Regions from separate parts of the Mus musculus genome. Here region 2 is linked to region 1. The links are chromatin contacts, called in public HiChIP or PLAC-seq maps. All regions are on one chromosome and are shown on one strand. The core of a region is the stretch at or near the end of the contact, and the rest is flanking DNA. Distances in the headings are between cores, read along the strand shown. Region 1 overlaps 9530036O11Rik (RIKEN cDNA 9530036O11Rik). Region 2 overlaps Lmbr1 (limb region 1).

Evidence for each region. HiChIP or PLAC-seq counts read pairs in DNA pulled down with a chosen protein or histone mark.
Region 2: a FOXA1 HiChIP or PLAC-seq map of pancreatic cancer cells shows a contact between it and region 1. The contact joins two enhancer-like sites. A contact is called at or near these places in 1 of 115 datasets of contacts at active chromatin or transcription factors (pancreatic cancer cells) and 2 of 9 other capture datasets (embryonic stem cells and embryonic trunk).

Annotation. Positions count from the first base shown.
Region 1 is chr5:28,563,631-28,569,886 of GRCm38.p6, forward strand. 9530036O11Rik (RIKEN cDNA 9530036O11Rik) reads left to right here. Exons shown (of 7, transcript NR_015562.2): 2 at 703-839. Among named protein-coding and RNA genes, the nearest start is that of Shh, 100 kb to the left of the region's middle. RefSeq lists an enhancer at 1-818. Within about 2 kb of position 2,696, at least 11 of the 459 cell types and tissues checked have an H3K27ac peak or open chromatin away from gene starts, as enhancers often do. A contact at or near this core is called in pancreatic cancer cells, where this site is marked.
Region 2 is chr5:29,307,043-29,313,298 of GRCm38.p6, forward strand. All of the region lies in intron 5 of Lmbr1 (limb region 1), which reads right to left. Among named protein-coding and RNA genes, the nearest start is that of Gm42244, 36 kb to the left of the region's middle. Within about 2 kb of position 2,334, at least 13 of the 459 cell types and tissues checked have an H3K27ac peak or open chromatin away from gene starts, as enhancers often do. A contact at or near this core is called in pancreatic cancer cells, where this site is marked.

The DNA.
Region 1 (6,256 bases), core at 1,446-3,945:
CCAAGAGGGGAGGGAGGAAGGCCTTGGAGTTAGGCAAACATGAAAGTGCACCAGCAAAGACTGAGGAATGTGAGAGGGGAGTGCTGGCCCAAGGACACACTGCAGAAATGGGCTGCAGCAGAGTTGTCCCCGTGTAGCACAACGGGTTCTCAGGAAGAGCTGCTGGGCCTGTGAGGCTTGAGTGATCTCCAGTGGCCTGGCACATGACCTTTCCAGATGGTTCTTCCAAAAGAGGGGTGCTTAATCTAGAGCTTTCTCCACTGTGTAGAAACTTTCTACAGCATCCATGTGGGCACAATGGCCTAAGTCATTCTGTACTCAAGAGCACATTCTAGAAGGGCAAGGGACACCTACATTTAGGCCAGATTACTTGCAAGAGGCACTGATCATAGGAAGGTTGTAGTGGAGGAGGAGGAGGAAGGGGAGGAAGGGGAGGAGGAAGAGGAGGAGAAGAAGAAGATGGGGAGAAGGGGGAAGGGAGGAGGAGAAGTTTTCAGTGCTGAGGAGGTCTAGGAGATGAATGTGCTTGTGGTGGCAGCAATGAGGGTGACTGACTTCTATTATTTTATTATTATTATTTTATAATGTTTTTATGCACTTAAGAGACAAGTTTTGGTGCATGAAAACATTTGAGGATCAAATCAAGATAATTAGCATTTCTATAACCTTTAGTAACCATTCTCTGTTCTATGTGTCTTGCAGTGTTCTACACACCATTATACACCACAGTCATGCCTGAAACACACAGAATGCACTGATGCCCAGCACGTCTTCCTCTTCTCATCTAAATAAACATGGTCCTCCTTGGCTGAGTTCTCCCATCTCTGCCTTAGGCTGTGGTAAGTGTCATTCTACTTTCAACTTTATGAGATCAACTGCTGTAGTGTCCACAGAAGAGACAAGCACACAAGATCTATTTCTGTGTGTGGCTTATTGTGTTTAGCATCATGTTCCTTATTTCCACTAGTATTGCTGCAAATGACAGGATTTCATCCATTCACTGGTGCATAATCTAGTGTGTGTAATTTCCTCACTTTATTTTGGTCATCTGTCAACAGACATGTCTACATTTCTTGCAATTAGCTTATAATGCTCCAGAGAGCATAGGTGGACAGTTGTCCCTTAGGTATGCTTAGGAGAGAGACCGAAGGATGGTGGCAAGCACTTCCATGTTAGTCCACATTGCTAGTGTTGGTTTCACTCCCACCAATAGTGTAAGAGATTCTTCTTAGTCATATCCTTGCCAACAGTGGTCACCATACATATTTGATACAGTTATTGTAATAGTATGGTGTATCTACTGTGGTTTTGATTTTTATTTCTATGATGGCCTTCTCTATTTTTGCTGTAACCTCTGCTTCATGGCCAGATTGTTTCTAAAGAGTTCAAAGGGACTGTCCCTGATAAGTAACAATAAAACACAGACCCTCTGCTCTCCTTGACAGCATTTTCTGGTGTGTTACCCTAGACACAAGACTAGAAGAGGCAAAGAAGTTTTCCTAGTCTGGCTTCCCTTGACCTGTGCAATCTAGAGATGGACCGGTCTAGTCTCTCTGAGTCTAGGGGTCCAGGAAACTACATAGGAGCTTGTTTCTGACTGGGGTTCCCAACCTCTCACCACCTTTGTCATCTGTGCCTAGCTAGCCCCATCCTGCACTTGGCCATGCAGTCTCACTGGCTCAAAAATGCCTGGTGTGTTATTTCATAGGAAATTGACAAGTGTAGTTTGAAAGGGAGAGCCCAGTCTTGTGTGGTGCAGAACATACTGCTGTTTACCAAGTGTGGAAACCCCAAGGTGGCACAGCTTGACTTTTGTGATGGTGGCTAGGGCTCTGGGTACCAGCAGTCATTCCACCATCCCTGTCATCTGCCGTGTACATGTTCACTTGGCAGTGAGAAAACTTATGCTTAGGAGGTTGTCTCTGCTTACATGGGAGCTGAGTACTGTGTTCTCCCTAGAAAGGCCACCTCTTTTCATGATGTGGTTTGGATATGGTAGGTTTCTGTTACAATGTTAGGTTTCCCGATGGGTGCGGCCTTAATATGGGACCTAGCTAGAGGACCTGAGCCACTGAGGTTGGGCATCTTCCTTGTCTCACTTCCTGTTTCACTATGTTCCCGACTGGATTCATTGTGACTGGGTGCCTCATGCTCTCGCCTTTGTACCTTTCCAGCCATGATGGTATAGATACCAGATGCCTCTATTGCTTTTAACTGTGAGCCCAAATCAACCCTTTGTCTCCTGAATTCTTTCTGTCAGGTATTTGGTCACAGCAATGTAGCCAAACCACAGAGTGTCCAGAAGATGAGTCAGTTGGAAGACTTTCCTTGAAGAGTTGCTTGTTTCTCACACATGACTGTTAGCATCTGAGAGTTAGCAGCGGACATCTTCTTGTGAGGTGTGTGAAATAGAGATTCAGAACCTTTCCCAGAACTAAATGTCACAGTAACAGAGACATCACCCACATGCTGCTCCAGTCTAGACTTTTCTCCCTAGGACTTGGCTGACTTACCTACAGGTTTCATAGTACTGGGAGCCTATAGTGTCTGAATTCCAGGTTGTCTGGGCTTTGGGAGCAGATGTTTGCCAACCAGTCCATAGGGAGGGGCCATGCCACCTCAGCCTGCCAGGCAGACCCAGAACACCAAAATATGATTGCCCTGTTATCAGGGTTTACCGAACACCCACTCAGCCTGTTCAAACATCTGACCATATTGGTGAGTAAGGCTCCTTGCTAAACAAAGAGAGGGCCTTTGCCAGACCAGTGACACAAAGACCAGCAGAAGTCTTGGTTCTAGGTGATAGGTTTGAACAGTTGGCTTAGGCAACTGTAGCTTCTCTGTACTGGGTAAGATGTTGCCTGTTTCCTTGTGCAAGACACTTGTGTCCTGCTATGGCTATGCATCCTGACCTGACAGCTTCGTTTTCAACATTGCTCATCCAGGCTTGCAAACAAAGACTTTGCCCTCTCCTAACTTCTCCCAAACATCTGGTCAGGCCCATATCCGCTGCTTTTGTGTTGCTATAACCCTTGACTTCAGAGGGGCAGAAGGAATCTTTCTCTATACTTGGAATATCATGAAGGGCTCAGATGCCCTGATAGACTTACATTATACTTTCAACTCAAAGCCAGAGAAACAAGGGCCTCAGTGAACGCACCTACCTCTCCAAATATTTCCTCAATCTATAAGCCAGTACCTTTGAGGAGATTTTCAGATACAAAGTGCTGGAAAATTCCAGTGACAGACACATGTGATCCTAGCTGTGGTGGGACAAAGTTTCAGAAGCCCTGACTGCTTGCCTTTGCTTACACTGAAGATAAGCATACTTGTCCAGGTCTGTGTGGTGTCATTATTTATGCATTTTTTCCTTTCCTTGGTGATTTTGCTGTCAATGGCCCTGGCACAAGTTCAAGTTCCACCCAGTGTCTCTAAGCATAAGGCTGCCTCCATGAAGTCCAATGGACAACACAGATCCATGAGATCTGCCTCATTCAGACTTGTGACTGAGTTGCAACAACATGCATCCAGTAAGGTCTCTACAAACAGATGTCTGTGTCTCTTTGTCTCTCTATGGCCCCTGTCCCTGAAATGAACAAGGCCGTGTGGTGATTGACTGAGGGACATACAGTGACCAGTCTTCTGGAACCTGGCTGCTTGTCTGTCAAGTCAGTATGCTAAGCCACAGTAGAACACAAGTGTCTTGCACAAGGAAATGATCTGTACCTTACTCACTATGGAGAAGCTGAGGGTCAGCAGCTCTGTGAAGTCAAGGGCCTGGTACTTTGCTGGGGCCACTTGTCCTTCTCGGCCAGCTTGGTCTGTGGCCTTTCAAACAAGCACCTCTTTATTGTAGGCCATTGTGATCACAATGGCATTTGTGTGTGATCGAATGCTGTGCCTTTGCTCAATGCTGCATTCTTAGCCGATGGCAGCAATGCTGACTTAGGTCCCCAGTGCTGTCACCTTTGTAGGGGTGGATACTCTGCTTGTCTAGGCAATCTCAAATGGCAGCATGTGACCTTCCAGGCTGGACAACAAAGGGATCTTCATTTCCCGGAGACTTATAGCTCACCCATACTTGCCTTGGCTTAGTCACACTGCTGGGTGACCTTCTGGCCGAGGACTGCTTGGAAGGTCTGAGCATGGAAGCCTACTTTCTCCCAGCATAATATGAGTCCCATGTGCCAGCTTTTTTCAATGCTCAGCTTTGCTATCTGTCCCATTCAAAGCCTGTAGGAGTCTAAATCACAATGCATGGCAGGCAAACCCCTAAGCTGCTGTTGGGAATGTGTGCCTGAGGAGCCAGCACATAGCACATAGCACATAGCACATAGCACATAGCACATAGCACATAGCACATAGCACATAGCACATAGCACATAGCACATAGCACATAGCACAGTGGATGGCATCTGTCCATAGGCAGATCCCAGACTGTGTTAGCTGGCTGGCTCCCACCCTGTTGACCCTGTAAGGCTACCACCTGCTTCCTTGTCTGATGCACTGGGAGTAGAGAGGGTCAGGGTATGCGGATTGGGTGAGGTAGTAGCTGTTCACCCCACTCTTTTGTCTAGAGGTGTGTTGCAGTTCCCCGGGGAGGAGGATCTCCTCCATCTGGCCTTTCCTGGTACAGCTGCTCCTGAGGCTGTTTGTGGAAATCCCCAAGGAGGTGACAGAAGACTGAGTAAAGTCACACCCCCATGCAACATGGCAGCATGGCTGCCTTGCAGGAGTGTCATAAGGGAAGGGAGAATGTGGCAGACTACCTACACACAGAAGGCGGCTGGGTGGCTGAGAGAAGCTGCACAGCCTAGAGGAACAGTCAAACTGGAGGGCTGATAACAAGGACTTCTTTCCCTTAAAAGAAATAATACATTCTTTTGCCTCTATGTTATCTGAGTGCATTTCCCAGCTGTCACCTTAGTAACCACTAGGAAGGTGATGGATGTAGAGAGTGGCCTTCCTTTACAAGTTACCTAGGTAACTGCTGCCCTTTCAGAAGCTTGGGGCACAGCAGCAACTTGGATTTAGACACTCCAGTTTTGTCTGGCTTTATCTTTCTTGTCTGTTTAATGGCCTGCACAGAGTCAGCCTCACAGGCTCATAGATGCAGAGTGCATCAAGCTCTGGCACTTGGGAAGTCTCCTTCATCTTCAATATGCCTTCATCTCTGACATCCAGAATTTATCAGGAGAGGTGGGCCCAGAGAGCAAGCCAACAGTGCACGGACCACACTGATACCATTTGGCACTCCCTCCTCACCACAAGGAGCAGTTATCCTTTTCCTGAGTAGCAAGGGTGGGTGGAACCCCTGCACTGTGGATCTTAGCTTGAGCTCCTGTTGAGAGCTGTTCTGAACAGGTTCCAAAGAGGTAGAAGACAGAGCCCTTGAGTGGCCTTAGGGGTATGATAGTAGCAAATGTGGCAAAAAACTGAAAGAGCCTAGGGGAAAGGCCAGCTGGAGCAGCATGCGGCTTGTGTTGTCTTCAGGGAAGCAGACCTTGGTAACAGTCTACGTTGTACTGGTTTTAAAGGCAAGAAAGATGCAAGAATGAGGAGATCGTGGAGTCTTATTCCATACACCCTCCAAGGTCAGGCGACATTCCAGTGGAAGAAGCCTAGTGAGTCTCCATCTCTGTTGGACTGTGTGACAGAGAGGACTTAGGGCTACTCATCAGGTGATTGTGGGAGGAGCCCAGACTGGTAATTAGCATGGACTGAAAGCCAAATGTTCCCTGGAAAGAAAGAGAAAAAACGAAACAGGATATGGTGAGCATCAGAGACATTCATTGTTCTGAAGACAGAAGAGATCAGAAAATGTAGAATAGCCAGCAGGTGACTTTGGACCCTTAAGGGGATGGGGAGCAGGGATGTCCTCCTGCAGCCTGTAGGAGGAAGCAGCACAGACACTCTGACCTTGTCCACGAAAGACAAACTCTGGGCCTGCATGGCAATTAATTCATGCTCTAAGCTAGTAAGTTCCTACGGGCATCTTAAAGCAGCAATAAGAAACAACACAGATGCCTCACTCACTGGGCCACAGAGTCTTCCTAAAAGCTGTGCCATGGGATCTGCTAAAGGATTCGTCCCGGGATCCTCATGAACACCAAAGTCTGCAGATCTCATCAAATAGCACACACATCCTCATCTACTAAAGTCATTTCTAGCTTGCCTGTGATGCCAGATATGATTCAAGTGTCATATAAGTTATAGTCTAATGGGTTGTTTAGAGAACAATGACAAGAAAAGCAGC
Region 2 (6,256 bases), core at 1,084-3,583, 740 kb after region 1:
GGAGCAAGCTGAGAAAGGAAGAATATGATATGCATAGTTGAAGTGATAAAGGGATACCAGGAAGTGTAACGGAACTGAATCCTGTGTTCAAGGAGATCACACACTAATGCTGTTCTCCATTGAAACCTCTTGTGCCAGGTCTGCACAGTTCAAATCACCCTCAGTACCAATGTCTTCCAGATTCCTACTAGGACAGTCCATTAAGCCCCACTTACAGCATTCCACTTCTTACCAAATCCAAAGTCCCAAAATCCACCTTCCTCCAAACAAAAACATGGTCAGGCCTATCACAGCAATATCCCACTCCCTCTACCAACTTCTGTCTTAGAGTTTCATTGCTGTGAAGAAACACCATGACCAAGGCAACTTTTGTAAAGGACAATATTTAATAGGGGCTGGCTTACAAGTTCAGCATTTCAGTCCACTATCATCATAGCTCATCAAAGCAGGAACATGACAGCATCTAGGCAGGCATGGCACTGAAAAAGCTAAGAGTTCTACATTTTTGTTCCATAGACAAACAGGAGAAAACTGGCTTCCAGACAACTAGCAAAGGAGTCTCAAAGTCCATGCCCACAATGATAAATGTCCTCCAACAAGGCCACACCTCCTAATAGTGCCACTCCCTGAGCCAAGCATATTCAAACCACCACAACTTGCTTTCTTATACAACCCAGGACCACCAGCCCAGAGATGCTACTACCCACAATAGGCTGGGCCCTCCCCTAACAATCAGTAATTAAGATATTCCCCTATAGCATGATTTTATGAAGGCATTTTCTCAATTGTAGTTCTCTCCTTTCAGATTACTCTAACACAGTGTTTCTCAAACTTCCTAATGCTATGACTCTTTAATACACTTCCTAGTTTTATGGTGACCCCAACCATAAAATTATTTGTTACTACTTCATAACTATAATTTTGCCAGTGTTCTGAATCATAATGAATTACCCAAGGAGCTAATGGGAACTGCAACCCTATAGGTGGAACAACAATATGAACTAACCAGTACCCCGGAGCTCTTGTCTCGAGCTGCATATGTATCAAAAGATAGCCTAGTCGGCCATCACTGCAAAGAGAGGCCCATTGGACTTGCAAACTTTATATGCCCCAGTACAGGGGAACGCCAGAGCCAAAAAGGGGGAGTGGGTGGGCAGGGGATTGGGGGGGGGTGGGTATGGGGGACCTTTGGGATAGCATTGAAAATGTAAACGAGGAAAATACCTAATTAAAAAAAAATTAGCAAATACCAACTGGTCAGCCTTGAAAACATACTGAAAAGTAACAGTATATAGACTATGCAGGTTATATTTATGCATTTAGCAGTGTGTGTTTGTGTGTGTGTGTGTGTGCGCACGCGTATGTATGTATGTATGTATGTATGCAACAACACTTAATATAAAGGAGGCTATGAAGTTGAAACAGGGCAAGGAGGGGTATATGGGAGGGTTTGGAAGAAGAATCAGGAAGGGAGAAATAATGTAACTATATCATAATCTCAAAAAATAAATTATTTTTTAAAAATGTTAAAAAAAAAAGAAAATATCTGTGTTTTCCAAAGGTTTTAGGCAACCCCTGTGAAAGGGTCATCTAATCCTCAGGCCATGACCCACAAGTTGAGAACCACTGCTCTACCATGCGTGAAGGTGATATAAAGCTTGCTAGGTGGATTTTCTCAAATGCTTGTTTTATTTATCTATGTATTTATAAACACTTATCCTGTTGGCTTTCAGTTTTCTTGGTGTATATTCATTGTATGTAGCTATGGACTTCACCAAGACATTTTCATTACCTTTCTTCTGCAGCCCTTCCCACTAATCTTCCCGTTCCCATATAAGGCAGTTTTCCTTTTCAGTTAAACCTTTCTGCAAACATCCTCAAAAGATACACCTAAAGGTGCATTTCCACAGTCCTGGAGAATCATCAAATCTACAATGAAAATGAAGTGTCTCAGCAACCTAGAGCCTTTGGGTTCCAGGAGAATTGTTGTTAGATCATATAATAGTTTGATAGATCATTTTGAGGAAAATGTATACTAATGTTCAGAGTGGCTAGCCTAACTAAATTCTCATCAGTATTATATAAGCGTTCCCCTTTCCTCTCATTCTCAACAGTACTTGTTTTGTTTTGGTTTTTTCTCTTAATCATATTTGTTCTGGCTGGAGTAAGGGAAAAAACTCAATATTAAGTTCTGATTAGCGGTTTACTCTCTTTACTATCTCTTAGCTCTGGTGTTGGTGGATCTAATGGGATCAGGGCTTGCTTCTCTGTACAGACTATCTTGCCCTAACCCTGAGCATCTGAAACCTCAAAGCCACCCTAATGACACACTTCCTCCAACAAGGACACATCGACCCAACAAGGCCACCCTTCCTAATCTTTCTTAAGTATTGCCACTCCCTGATGACTAAGCATTCAACTATATGAGCCTAAGGAGGTCATTCTTGTTCAAACTTCCACAGTGGGGAAGACAAATGATATATTCTCACACTACTAACCAACGTACAGTAACACAAATACAATGAATGACATGAAACATAATTTAACTGACTTTCTATAAAGCATTTAAATTAAAATGTTCTCAGATGTACCAGAGGCCTGTAATCCTAGCACCTAAAATGCTGAAGCAGAATTGTGTGTTTGAGAATATTGCCTAAAAAATAAAATATTAACGGAAACAAGACATTTGTCAATATGTACAAGAGAACTATCTAAAACCATTTGCTTTGTGAGTGTGTCCAAGGAAGCCAAACAGCACAAGGGAAGTGAACCTGAAGGCTCTGAAGCCCAGGTGCACTCAGGAAGAACTTGCTCTATAGTGTGTCATTTTGGAGTCTCAGCAGTTATGAGTAGATTAAAAACCCTTTCCTTAAAGAGAGTAGTAAGGTCATGAGATGCCAAAGCAGTAAAAAAGGGAAAGAGATGGAAAAAACCCTATACCCATCTTTGGAGGAGAAATCTGAGCAGATTCAAATAGAGGACATGAATCTTTTCTGAGTCAGAAACAAGGACAGAACACAAAAGTTAGCATGGAATTATGGCTGTCATGTCCCAGATAAAGACCAATAGTACTCCAAGCAAGAGATAAAAAGGAACCAGAGGTGCAGCTTTGGGATGATAACACACACACACACACACACACACACACACACACACACACACACACACTAAAGGGGAGAAAATACACAGCATAGAACCAATTACTCTACCCTTTTTCAGCCCTGAATGCAGCATCTGTATGAGCAGTCAGTAGTCTGAACTGCATCTATCTCATTATGCCTGGAAAAAATATAACAGCCCGGAGAGACAAAAAGTAGATGGGAATGAGTTTGTGGAAAAATGCCAGGAAATCATAGACTAAAAGAAAAAAAAAAAAAGAAAAGAAAAGAAAAAAGAGTTAGTGATGATTCCTAATGTTCTAAGCTTATGAGCCAAGAGCCTCAAAATATGTCTTAATATGAATAAGAATTTAACATTAAGAAATAAAAGTCAGGAGTGACGTATAAATGTTTATAGGAAAACTGGACAGTAATATAAATAAAAACTATAATTTGCTCTTTAAATCACTCTACAAAATTAGCTAAAATAGATATAAATATTAGATCCTTACAGAACTCATGGAAAAAGTAAATAACTGAAATAGAATACACACCTGCTTTGAAAGGAAAACAGCATTTTTAGAGCTAAGTCAACTATCAAATTACCAAGAAAGAAGCTAACAATACAGATACAGAAAAGTCAGAAAGAACGCTCTGTCTGCTTATTGTCATGTCCTGAGTTTTCAACCACAATTGATTTAAGGGACAGTAGACAGCACAAGTAGGACCAAGTTAACTGTACTGAACAGTATGAATTTTACATTATATCAAAGAAACACCCAAAATCTGCCTTAAATATACATTATATAAGCCACTGTAGTATTATATGTTCAGTTAGTTTATATGTTAGATAATATTTTAATACTTTTCAGTAACTTTTATACTAGTTCCTTGACTTAGAGTTTTCTAATAACACTGATAGAATACTAAACTCCAAATTCTTGGGAGATACAAGTGGAGGGATAAACTCCCAGGGAGATGTCTTTCTGTCAGAACTGGGTCTGAAAGGCGTCCTGAGGCACACCTTCACTTTACATCTATTTTCCGTGTGGCTGAGGACTTCTCACAAGAATGCATTCTGCCGCCTCCTCCATGCTCAGTGGACTTCCATCATCTCTTTCCCCTGAGGAGGTTGTGGGCTTTGTTCTTTCTCTGTTGTTGTTGCTCAAATTCCTAGAGATTTTTGTTGCTTTCTTGAGAACTATACACTTAATGATACACAATGCTTGCTACAGAATTAAGTTGTTTTACTTAACCATATTTAATGATGGCATCAGCTTGTTTACCTCCTTTAAACCAACTACTAAAGACATGGGGATGTATAGAGCACTCCTGGGCCTTCTCATAAACTTAGTGTCCCAAGTACTTGTGTCAAAAGCACATCAACAAACAATCACAATGTAACCCTACTGAGGGAGACCCTAGCAGTTACAAGTAAATAAAGTCCCTGAGGAGCACTAGGAGACCCTGAGGAATCAGCCAAAACCAGGAATCTGGCAGATAAGAGAGAGAGGGACTACTTCCAGTCAGAGACAGCACTGTGTGGGCTTGGACTCCAAGCTGGGAAAGGGAACACAGGCTCCAGGCAGGGACAAGTTCAACAAGGGTAACACAGGATGAGCAGGTGTGCCGAATGGGAACAGCGGCTTAAAAACACTTGCTGCCCTTGTCCAGCATCGGGATCTGGTTCTCATCTGCTATACAGTGGCTCATAATTACTCTCCTGTAGTTGTAGCTCAAACGGAGCTAATGTCTCTCCTCTGTGGACATCAAGCACACACACATACACATATATAAAATAAAATATAAATAAATCTAACAAACTAAAAATCAGTCAAGCTTTTAGAGCACTGTGTATGTAAGACATACAATGCAAGTTTGAATAGGTTTGTTAGTCATGAGAGGCCACCCAAATTTTCATGAAAGTTAGTTATACAAGCAGTTGTATCTCTAAGAAAACAAAAGTAGAAGGGAGTCTAGCTCCAGAAAAAAACAGTTGTTGGAATCTCCAAGTGAACAATCAGTAAGGAGAACCAGCAGAAAGAAGAGACAATTCTTCTCTGGAATCAAAGTATTATAAAGTTATCTAATGCAATGTGCTCTTACCACAACATAAGGAAGTCTTTCATTTTTTCCTAACAAAGAAATAAACGTTTGCTAGGTGTGCTGGCGCACTCCATTAACCCCAGCACAAAAGAAGTAGAGGCAGGCAGAGCTCTGTGAGTTCAAAAGGAACTAATGACACCCTCTTCCTTGGGTACCAGGTACACATGTAGTAAACATACAAGCATGTAGGCAAAACATTCACACACATAAAATAGAATAAATCTTTTTTAAATGTAAGCCATTCATAAATCTATTCTAAAACCGGCTGCTTATAGAATTTAAGGCTCATTATTATATAATGAAAACATTAATAGGTAATCCCTGTTAGAATAAGAAAGTATAAATATTTAAATCTACTGTTATAAAAATCATTTCAGGGGCTAGAAAGATGGCTCAGTGGTTAAGAGCACCAACTGCTCTTCCAAAGGTACTGAGTTCAAATCCCAGCAACCACATGGTGGCTCACAACCATCCGTAACAAGATTTAATGTCCTCTTATGTCGTGTCTGGAAGATAACTACAGTGTACTTACACATAATAAATAAATAAATCTTTTTTTAAAAAAAAGTCATTTCAACTTTCTTATTTCAGTATATTCCAAGAAATAAAGGGAACTCTTTTTGTAAAAGTGATCATTTTTATATATTTAATGTTTTAGTTATAAATGCACCCCTCTTTTTTTCAGTTTTTACCTGCTGATCTTACTTTACCACTAAGAAGATACATACACATGTGTAGTTTAATATGTCTGCTGTTTAAAATTCATCACTGCAGTATTTATTTAAGTCTAGAGTTTTCTTTTAATTGAAGGTGTGCACAGAGGCTGTCTGAGGTGGTGTCATAGTCAGTGACTGGAATAGTTCATCACAACTTGAGATGCCACTTATACTAAGCTGTCAAACAGTCCCACTGTCACTTCTATTCCTGGGATACAAACTACATAATGGGCTGTCAGTTAATATGCTGCACCAAGTTTCAGCCAGACAGTTTCAGCTGTGTAGATTCACAGAGTCATTGGCTAATATTTCACAGACACTGCAAATTGCTACCAG